2 separate regions of the Rattus norvegicus genome follow, and region 1 is linked to region 2. Evidence: chromatin contacts called from public Hi-C data. All regions are on one chromosome and are shown on one strand. Each heading gives the region's core, a stretch centred on a gene start, on an enhancer-like site or on the middle of the called end of the contact. The rest is flanking DNA. Distances are from core to core; before and after follow the strand shown.

Region 1 (4,499 bases), core at 1,284-3,783, 98 kb before region 2:
AACTACACATGGGTGAGAGTACAGGGTTTCTGCAGAGCATTTCCAGACTGAAAAGTCACACTGTTGCTGCCCTGTGGAAACACCTGTGATCAGAGTGGACAGCGGGATCGGCTCTGTCCAGCGGCTACAGAGAGCCAAGTTCCATGGAAGGGGTGAGGAGCCAGAAGAGATCATCAGGTGGAAGACGGGGTGTAGATGTTGAAGGAGATGATTTTTCTGCCTCTGACCGTTCATGTCTTCATCTCCAGGCTGAATCATGTTCCTCCTGGGGGGCAGTGTTTGGAAGTCTTCACCCGTTATACTCATAGGGCTGGGCTCAGTGTTGGGGTTCAGGAACTCCACACAAAGCATATGAACACTGACCCAGTTGAGCAAAAATAGTTATTGAACGCACACCTCAAGACTGATAGATTAGGACCGTAAAAAGGACTGGGGAGCCTAATATTTGGTACCAGTGTGTTCTCAGGGCAGGCTTATAAATGGGGGGAAACCCCTCAAAAGCCACAATGAGCTCATACGCAGGTGCGGGAAGTGTAGCCCAATGGTCAGCTCTGACTCAGGCCATTTTAGACATAACGGTTCATATTGACCTTTAACTTGATGGGTCCCATGTAAAGCTTTGTGGGATTTCTTTAAGATTAACAAACCTCAGAACATTCAGAACATAACATGTGGTCAGCATGACCCTGCTCTGAGTCAAGTCACTTCTCTGTCTCAGTGACTGGCAGGCATGTTACAGCAACAATAAGAAAAAGCTGTCAGCAAGCATGGGGCAAAATGGCTACAGCTAGGATGGGGATGGGGGATGGAGGGGGTCAGACCTCAGCACACACCCCGCCCCCTAGAATTGATCCAGTGAATCAAATCATTGACTCAACACTTTCTCTGAGGCCAGGGGAGTAGCTAAACAAACTCTTATATTAGCCGTTGTTGGCTTAAACATTTGAAATTGTCATCTCCCTTAACAGGTGCTGTGACTCTCATGCTAGGAGGCCCTGCTGTGGCCAGTTACCGAGAGAGCTAATGTTTTACAGCCCTAATGTAGCATAAAAGTACATACCTTGTCCCCCACAATCAGGGTCTCCATTTGAGAGCCAGACATCTATCTGAAGTGAAGGGTGGCTAAACCATTTTCTGTACTCTGGGTCTGATATACAAAAAGGCCCAGAGAACGAGGCAACATAGATGTTGGCAGTCTTTGGGTGCCTATTCCATTTGGCCCAAACAATTTACCTAAGTCAAAGGTGAGGGTGGGGGAACCTTCCCCAGTAACTGGCGCTTCTATCTCCTGCCCCTAGTCTATATTTGCCTGAGCAGATTTTCACCTGGCTGACAGACTCCGTGTAGGGGTCTCACCTGTGGAGCTGCTACTGTTAATCAGTCCAGCCCATACGATCGCTCCCTGTCTTCCAGTTGGATCAGCTAAGCAGAGGGCATGGAACAAAATGGCTGTAGGCAGCAGACCTGAACACTCAGCAGAAGGGAGAGCCCTGAGGATCCATCTCTGGGACCAGTGTCCTCTAACATTGCTCAGAGTTCAAAACACCCTCAGAGTCCAGTGTGTGGTCACAGACAAGGCCGTGGGCCATGGAATGGGAAGGCAGGCCGCAGGAAGTCCCTAGTGAGTTTGTGGCAGAGCGGGCATGGGACTCATGCCCCTCTCTGGTCTATGTTGAATTTGAGCTCACGACCTCTAGATGGCCCTAGGGGAGGCTTGCTGCGGCTCTAGAATGGGGGCCATCTCTTTTCCAACTCACCCTATGAACTGACTCCTAGGAACTGGCAGTTGGGTCTTACCTTCAGTATCTTAAGGTTTAGTCAAGCCCCTGCCTTCTGGTTTTAAAGTGGAGGTCCGCAGCTGGTCTCTGCCGGCGCCTGCCAAGCTTTGCACCGAGTAAGCCAGTGGGCTCCTCGTGGGGGTCAGAGATGCTACTCAACTCCGGAAGGACATGGGCCCGGGCTCCATGGGGGGGGGATGTACCTCCTCCATCAGACTCACTGCCTGGGAATGTGCCAGTCAGCTTTCTACCCACTTCAAGTTTTCCCTCGACCTTCTGTCCATCTCAGGTTCTCCCAGCAGAACGCAACCTCAAGGCTGTAAAGATCCCAGCAGCGTGTGGCAACTTGGCTTCTGCCCCTCACCCTTCAGAGCTGGTCTTTCCCAGCCCCCTGCCTGCTTCAGCAATCCACTCACACATTAGTCGGAAGGGGTTAAGAACATGTGGTTGGCATTTGGCATTGGGATTGCTTTTGGCAATAAAGTGACCCCAGGGCCACAGAGAAGCAGGAAAATGGGAGGTCACTACTCTCTCATGGGAAGAAGTGGGAAGGAGTGGTCTGTGTGCCGCTGTGCGCCCCCCTTCCCCCCCCCCATGGATAGCTAGGAATTTTGTGCGAGGCTCGCTTGTTAGACGTGGTGTAATATAAATGGTCCAGGGGTGCAGAGCGGCTCCCAGAGTTTGCTGAGCTGGGCTGCAGTGACTTTCATTTTAGCTTCTTCATTCTGACCTTTGTACACGTGCGCTACACTTTCCTCACAGGTGGGGCAGTGTAGGCTCTAAGTACTCAGTGGGCTGTGTCTGAGGCTAGCCTCACTTGGTGTGTGCCGACACTGAGTCAGACCGAGGAGAAGGTTGTGCTAGGCTGTGTTCTAACGAGGTGAAGAGAGGCCCACAAATGCCTCAGCTCCTGAGCAGTTCACGGTGGTGGCTGAGGACAATACCACTGTGATTGGTGTTGTATGAAGTATGCCAAGTGGAAATACCTAAGTCCTTCTGGCTTATCCACATCGACCTCCACTTGCCTTAGTTTCCTGACCTTAGAGACCTAGCCCAGCCATTGTGTGTGTGTGTGTGCGCGCGCGCGTGTGTGTCCCCGTCCGCGCATGACAAGGTCTCTCTGTTAGCTTTTTTTTTTTTTTTTTTTTTTTTTTTCCGGAGCTGGGGACCGAACCCAGGGCCTTGTGCTTCCTAGGCAAGCGCTCTACCACTGAGCTAAATCCCCAACCCCTCACAGAATTTTTTTAAGAACCGCCTTAAGGGCTCAGTGAGTAAGCTCGCTTGCTACCAAGACTGGTATTTTGACTTTTATCTCCTGGACCTGCATGGTGGAAGGAGATGATAGACTCTCTGACCTGACCTCTGTACACATTCACGTGTGCCCACACTGCTCGAGGCTGACATGTTAGACTTGGCATAATATAATGGATCCTAGGGTGCAGAGGGTGCATTAGACTTAGAAAGGTCACAGGGTCAATTCCAACACACAAATAAACATTTTTTAAATACCTACCTGCCTCACACAGAAGTAGAATGGGAGAGATGGTCTCTTGACATGAGCCACTTTGTGGGGTTGGCATGGACATGAGGCAGCGGGGAGCAGTACGAGGAATCTGGGCCCTACTGAGGTATTCCAACATGGCCAGCAGCCCCCAGGTTGATCTAGCTGGTAATCGATTGTTTCCTTTTGGACTTGGAAAGGGGAAAGTATTTATGATAGAAACGTCTAAGGACACTCTGTTAGACACATTAATGCCAGCAGGCACTTTCGGAACCTGGCTTTGGCTGTCGGCAGTCGCTCTTACTCGTCTGTATTTAGAGCAGGCTGTAGCACCCTCTCTCTTCCTTGCAGAATGAGTTTGAGAACAAGCTGAGGCAAAGCTGGCTGCAGACGCCTTTGCTTTCTGAAGAATGCTTTGTGGAGACCATACCGCTTTGCCTCTCTGAGAACTTAGAAGCCTGTCTGTTCCAGATCTCAGTGAGGAGGACAGGAAGTCAGGGCAGGTTCTAGTAGACTCATTTAACTGAAGAAGAAACAGGCCTGAGGGAGATCTGTGGTAGACTGGAAGCAGGGTCAGAGCTTTATCATCCACTTGGCCTTTTACATTCCTTTCCCTCCGGGGTGGCGGACACGGGGGACAATTTCATGGTAACAGTAAGAGGATGGGCTATGGGGGAAGCCACCATAGCTCCTGTGTGCTTGTCATTCTGTGGAATAGGCCTATAGAACCCGAGAGCTGCCCGAGACAGAAAGATGAGCTCAGCGCCCCAGGAACTAAGGCTGTTTCCTAAGAAAAGCTGAAGGTCGGCTGCCTCAGGCGCTGAGCCCCTGGCTGGTCTTTCTCAGCCTCTGACAGCCAATGCTGTCCCCAGAGTCCTCATTCCAGCAGGTAATGGGTCTCCAGGGCTCAGCCACTGCAATTAGAGTAGCCTCGGAACATTGTAAACTGTCATATAAGATGTGACAGGAGGAAGGGCACTTTCCTTAGGGTCTTCATGCCTTCCTGAGGATGGACTCAGTGAATTGGTGCTGCCTACCCCCACCTCCCCCACAGCAGCTGAGTCCTCCTTTCCCTTCTGGCTGGCTGGCCTGGAGCCTTTTGGCCCTACAGGGGACTTTCCTACTGAGTCTGACCTGGTCACAGGGTCAATTCCAGCATCCCCTGGTCCTGGTATCATCTCACTGAGACCCGCCACTCTTGGGAGCAGCTAGCACTCATG
Region 2 (4,253 bases), core at 508-3,007:
CGCTGTGTTGCTGAACACTGGGCTGGGAAGACCCTGCCCCACTCCATTTTGCAACCTGAGAAGTCTTCTGTGTATTTTGGGAAACAAAGGTGTTTGGGAGAAGGTTCCAGAAAGCTCAGAGGCATACAGACCTGTGGCCTAGTGTTCCCTTCCCCTGGTGTCTTCTTTTTCATTCTCTCTATCACAGAAGCTGCCTTCTCTCCGTATCAGTCCCTCTGAAGGCTCGGGGCTCAGAAGCATGGCGCTCCCGTGGCTTCCCATCTTCATCAGCCCTCCACACCTCCCCACATTGCACTGTGGCTCACGTGGGACCGACAGTCACTGGGCAATAGGGTCTCTGCGTGAACCTACCCTCTCAGGAGCCATGTTTCTGAAATGAAGCCTGAGGAGGCACAGCTGTGTCTATCTATGTGCTGCTGGGACAGAGAGACACACCTGCAGCCCGGCCCAGGAGTTCAGCGTCTGTTTTCCTGCTGGCATGGCTCTATGGTAGCTCACACCCTGGGTGCAGCGAAAGGGCTGTGTCCTCTGAGCTCTCTTTTTTTGTACTGGGCTATGGGAAGCCCATCTACTGTCACCCAGAAACTGTCTGAACAGCCATGAGTGTAAACTGGGGCCAGAGAGTTATGGTGATATCAGTTTAAATCCCGGCTTCCCACTTCCCAGCTGTTGGGGGAGCCCTTGGAAAGTGACTTAGCTTCTCAGAAGCTTGGATGGCCCCTCCTTCTGTCTCTCCCTCCTTCCCACCTTCCCTCTCTCTTCCCCCTCTTTCCCTTTTTCCCTTCAACAAGATCTTGCTATGTGACTAAGGATGACCTTGAACTCCTGGTCTCCCTGCCTCTACCTCCTAAGAGCTAGGATTACATCGTGCAAGCCCTTTTTACTAGAGCCTCATAGGCACTCGGTAAGCACCCTCCTACCTACACCCCCAGACCTCAAGAAGCTTGTGTTCATCCTGGGGGTTGGGGAAGTGGCTCAGTGGGGAAGAACTTGCTGTGCACATGTCTTAGTTAGGGTTTCTTTTGCTGTGGTAAAACACTGACCAAAAGCGACCTGTGGAGGAAATGGCTTGTTTCAGTTCATATTTCTGCGTTGCAGACTGCTTCAGAGGAGAATCTGAAGCAGGGTCCCTACACTGTTAATGGCTTGCTCCCCATGGCTTGCCCAGCCTGCTTATATGCCCTAGGGCTGCTTGCCTAGGGGTGGCACCATTCACAGAGGGCAGGGCTCTCCCATATCAGTAATTAAGGAAAAAAAAACCCTAGCCATTACAGTGAACACAAAGACCCGAGTTCAAATCCCTGGTACTCACATAAAAAGCTGGGTATGCCCTTTAACCTCAGCACTATGGGAGTCCGATGCAGCAGGAGCCCTGGGCCTCCCTTGGCTGCTGGCTTAGGTTCAGTGAGAGACCCTGTCTCAAGGGACTAAAGTGGGAATCGAGAGACCAGAACATCCAATGTCTTCCTCTGGCATGAGTACATACACTTGCACATGGGGTATACACACAGACTTGGACACACACACCTGCATCCACACACACACATACACACACAAGAGGAAGAAGTGAATTCAGGAAAGAAAGAGAACCTTGTTCTCTTGCTTATGAGACGGGAATAGTTCGCTAACGTGGGTGGGAGTGATAAACAAAGTCTGGTACACAGTAGTTATTCTGAGAGCAGCAGCTCACCCGTGCAGACCCAGCGCTCTTCACCTGTCCCCTCCCTTCTGCCGTTTTTGTCTCCCCTTGGCCAACATCCTGACCTTTGCTTGTTTTTCTGGTACACACCCGCTGGCTACCTCAGGCCAACAGGTGATGTCAAACCTAACCTAGGAAACCTGCCAAGGCTGGCCTTGAACTAGGTTCAGAGGTAAGAAGCAAGGAAACCGATTTGCTGTTCTTCCCGCCCCATGGGTGTGCCTTGCGGCCATTCTTTGTCCAGCCAGGGAACGCGATTTCTGATTGCTCCCTGACTATCCCTCTCCACAGCCAAGGAGGTTGAGGGTGCTGGGCCAAGCCCTGGGTGTGTAGCCAGGGTGGAACTTGTCAGGGGCCCCTGTGGATGTGTCCCAGGGAGGAGAGGTTCCTGGACCTGCCAGGTAGCCATACCTCTGACTGTGGCACCCTGTGCGGGGGTAGATTCTGCCAATATGGTGGCCCTACCCAGGCACTTTTCTGGCCTGGGTAGAGTACTGAGGTAGTACCAACTGAATCACCCCTGAGCTCCTGACTCCAGGGCCAAGACTGGCAGGGGTATACACAGATAAGGATGCCAAGACCCAGAGGATTGGACCAGGGAGCTTGGGAGGACAGGGCCTACCCTGTCTGCCAGTGTTCTAGTCTGGATGGCAGTCAGAACAAGGGTCTTTGAAAGCCTTGGTGAGTAGATCTGGCCTGCTGAGCAAGTGACAGAAATGAGGAGAGTTGTCCCTCAGTGTCCCCAAGACCCCACCCCGCATCCCCACATCTGTAGATGCTCAAGTCTCCTTTGTAACCTATACAGTCTCCCTCTCTCTTCTGTCTCTCCCACCCTCACCTTTGTCCTGGCTACGTTTTTCTCAAGTTGACACAAGCTTGAGTTATTTGGGAAGTGGAACAAACCCCAATTGAGAAAGTGCCTCCATCAGATTGCCTATAAGCACGTGTGTAGGGCATTTTCTTGAGTGATGATTGATAGGGGAGGGCCCGCCCACTGTGGGTGGCTCCATCCCTAGGCTGGTGGTCCTGGGTTTGATAAGAAAGCAGGCTGAGGGGGCTGGGGATTTAGCTCAGTGGTAGAGCACTTACCTAGGAAGCGCAAGGCCCTGGGTTCGGTCCCCAGCTCCGAAAAAAAGAACAAAAAAAAAAAAAAAAAAAAAAAAAAAAAAGAAAGCAGGCTGAGGAAATCATGGGGAATGAACCAGTAAGCAGCGTGCCTCAATGCCCTCTGCTTCAGTTCCTGCCTTAAGTTCAAGTCCTGATTTCCTTTCATGATGGCCTGTGACCAGGAAATGTCATCTTAAATAAACCCTTTCCCCCTTTGTTCACTAGGACAGGATTGAACCAGGGCCTTCCATGTGCCAGGCTAGCATTCCACCACTGAGCGGCAGAACTCTCTGATATGTAATTGACGGTGCCGCAAGATGACTTTGATTAAAAGTTTTTCTTTTTTTTTTTTCTTTTTCTTTTTCTTTTTTTCAGAGCTGGGGACTGAATCCAGGGCCTTGCGCTTGCTAGGCAAGCGCTCTACCACTGAGCTAAATCCCCAACCCCTAAAAGTTTTTCTTAAGATTTACTTTTATTTCATGCTTATGGGTGTTTTGCCTATGTGTCTGTGCTCACCACACACATGCAGTGCCCAGGGAAACCAGAAGAGGGCATGGGGCCCCTGGACCTGGAGTTACAGATGGTTGTGAGCCACCATATGGATGTTGGGAATCGAACCCAAGTTCTCTGGATGAGCAGCCAGGGCTCTAACCACTGGGCAATCGCCCCAACCCTCCAGATGACTCTGAACCAAGGAATACAGTGTAAGCACTGTGCACATAGCTGCTAGGCTGCATCGTTAGCCAGTAGCGGCAAAGAGAAGAAAAAAAAAAAAAAACCCAGCATGTGTTTCATATAAACAGTTTTTCTCAGATTTTCAGCTCACAGATGGTTAAGCCTACAGGTGCTAAGCCTTCTGACACGGAGCTGGCTGCCACATGCGGCACTCAGACAGGATTTTCAACAGCCCAACCTACCAGAGACACATGGGAGAAGACAATGACCAGGAGCCACTCCAGATGCCCGGGGCCCAGTATCTACCTTAACTGAGGTGCCTCAGTTGTCTCTCCCTTCTCTTTGTCCTCTGGACAAGCTGTCACCTCAGGGTTCACATACAGTACTGACCCCAGCCCTGTGGAGGAGAAAGGCTGTGCCCTGGTGCTGAGGGACCTGAAAAGTCACATTAAGGGTCACTTCTCCTGAGGCTGGAAAGATGGCTCAGAAGTTAAGAGCACCTTCCAGAGGACCGGGGTTTAATTCCCACACAGCAGCTTGCAACTGTGTGATTCCAGTTCCAGAGGAGGATCTGACACCCTCACACAGACAGACATGAAGGCACAACACCAATACATCCTGGGTTCGGTCCTCAGCTCCGAGAAAAAGAAAACAAAACAAAACAAAACACCAGTACATGTGGAGCAGAAATAGATAAACAAATAAGAGTTATTTCTCATGGGAGCTGGAGAGATGGGTCAGTGGTTAGAGTCCTGTCTGCTCTTCCAGAGGA

Evidence for each region. A called contact is a pair of places that touch in the nucleus more often than the background predicts.
Region 1: a Hi-C map of liver shows a contact between it and region 2, with 4 times the contacts expected there. The contact joins two enhancer-like sites. A contact is called at or near these places in 4 of 12 Hi-C or Micro-C datasets (hepatocytes, kidney and liver).

What each region holds. Positions count from the first base shown.
Region 1 is chr20:29,821,400-29,825,898 of GRCr8, reverse strand. All of the region lies in intron 17 of Pald1 (phosphatase domain containing, paladin 1), which reads left to right. Among named protein-coding and RNA genes, the nearest start is that of Pald1, 26 kb to the left of the region's middle. Within about 2 kb of position 2,533, at least 4 of the 93 cell types and tissues checked have an H3K27ac peak or open chromatin away from gene starts, as enhancers often do. A contact at or near this core is called in liver, where this site is marked.
Region 2 is chr20:29,722,840-29,727,092 of GRCr8, reverse strand. All of the region lies in intron 4 of Adamts14 (ADAM metallopeptidase with thrombospondin type 1 motif, 14), which reads left to right. Among named protein-coding and RNA genes, the nearest start is that of Adamts14, 38 kb to the left of the region's middle. Within about 2 kb of position 1,757, at least 2 of the 93 cell types and tissues checked have an H3K27ac peak or open chromatin away from gene starts, as enhancers often do. A contact at or near this core is called in liver, where this site is marked.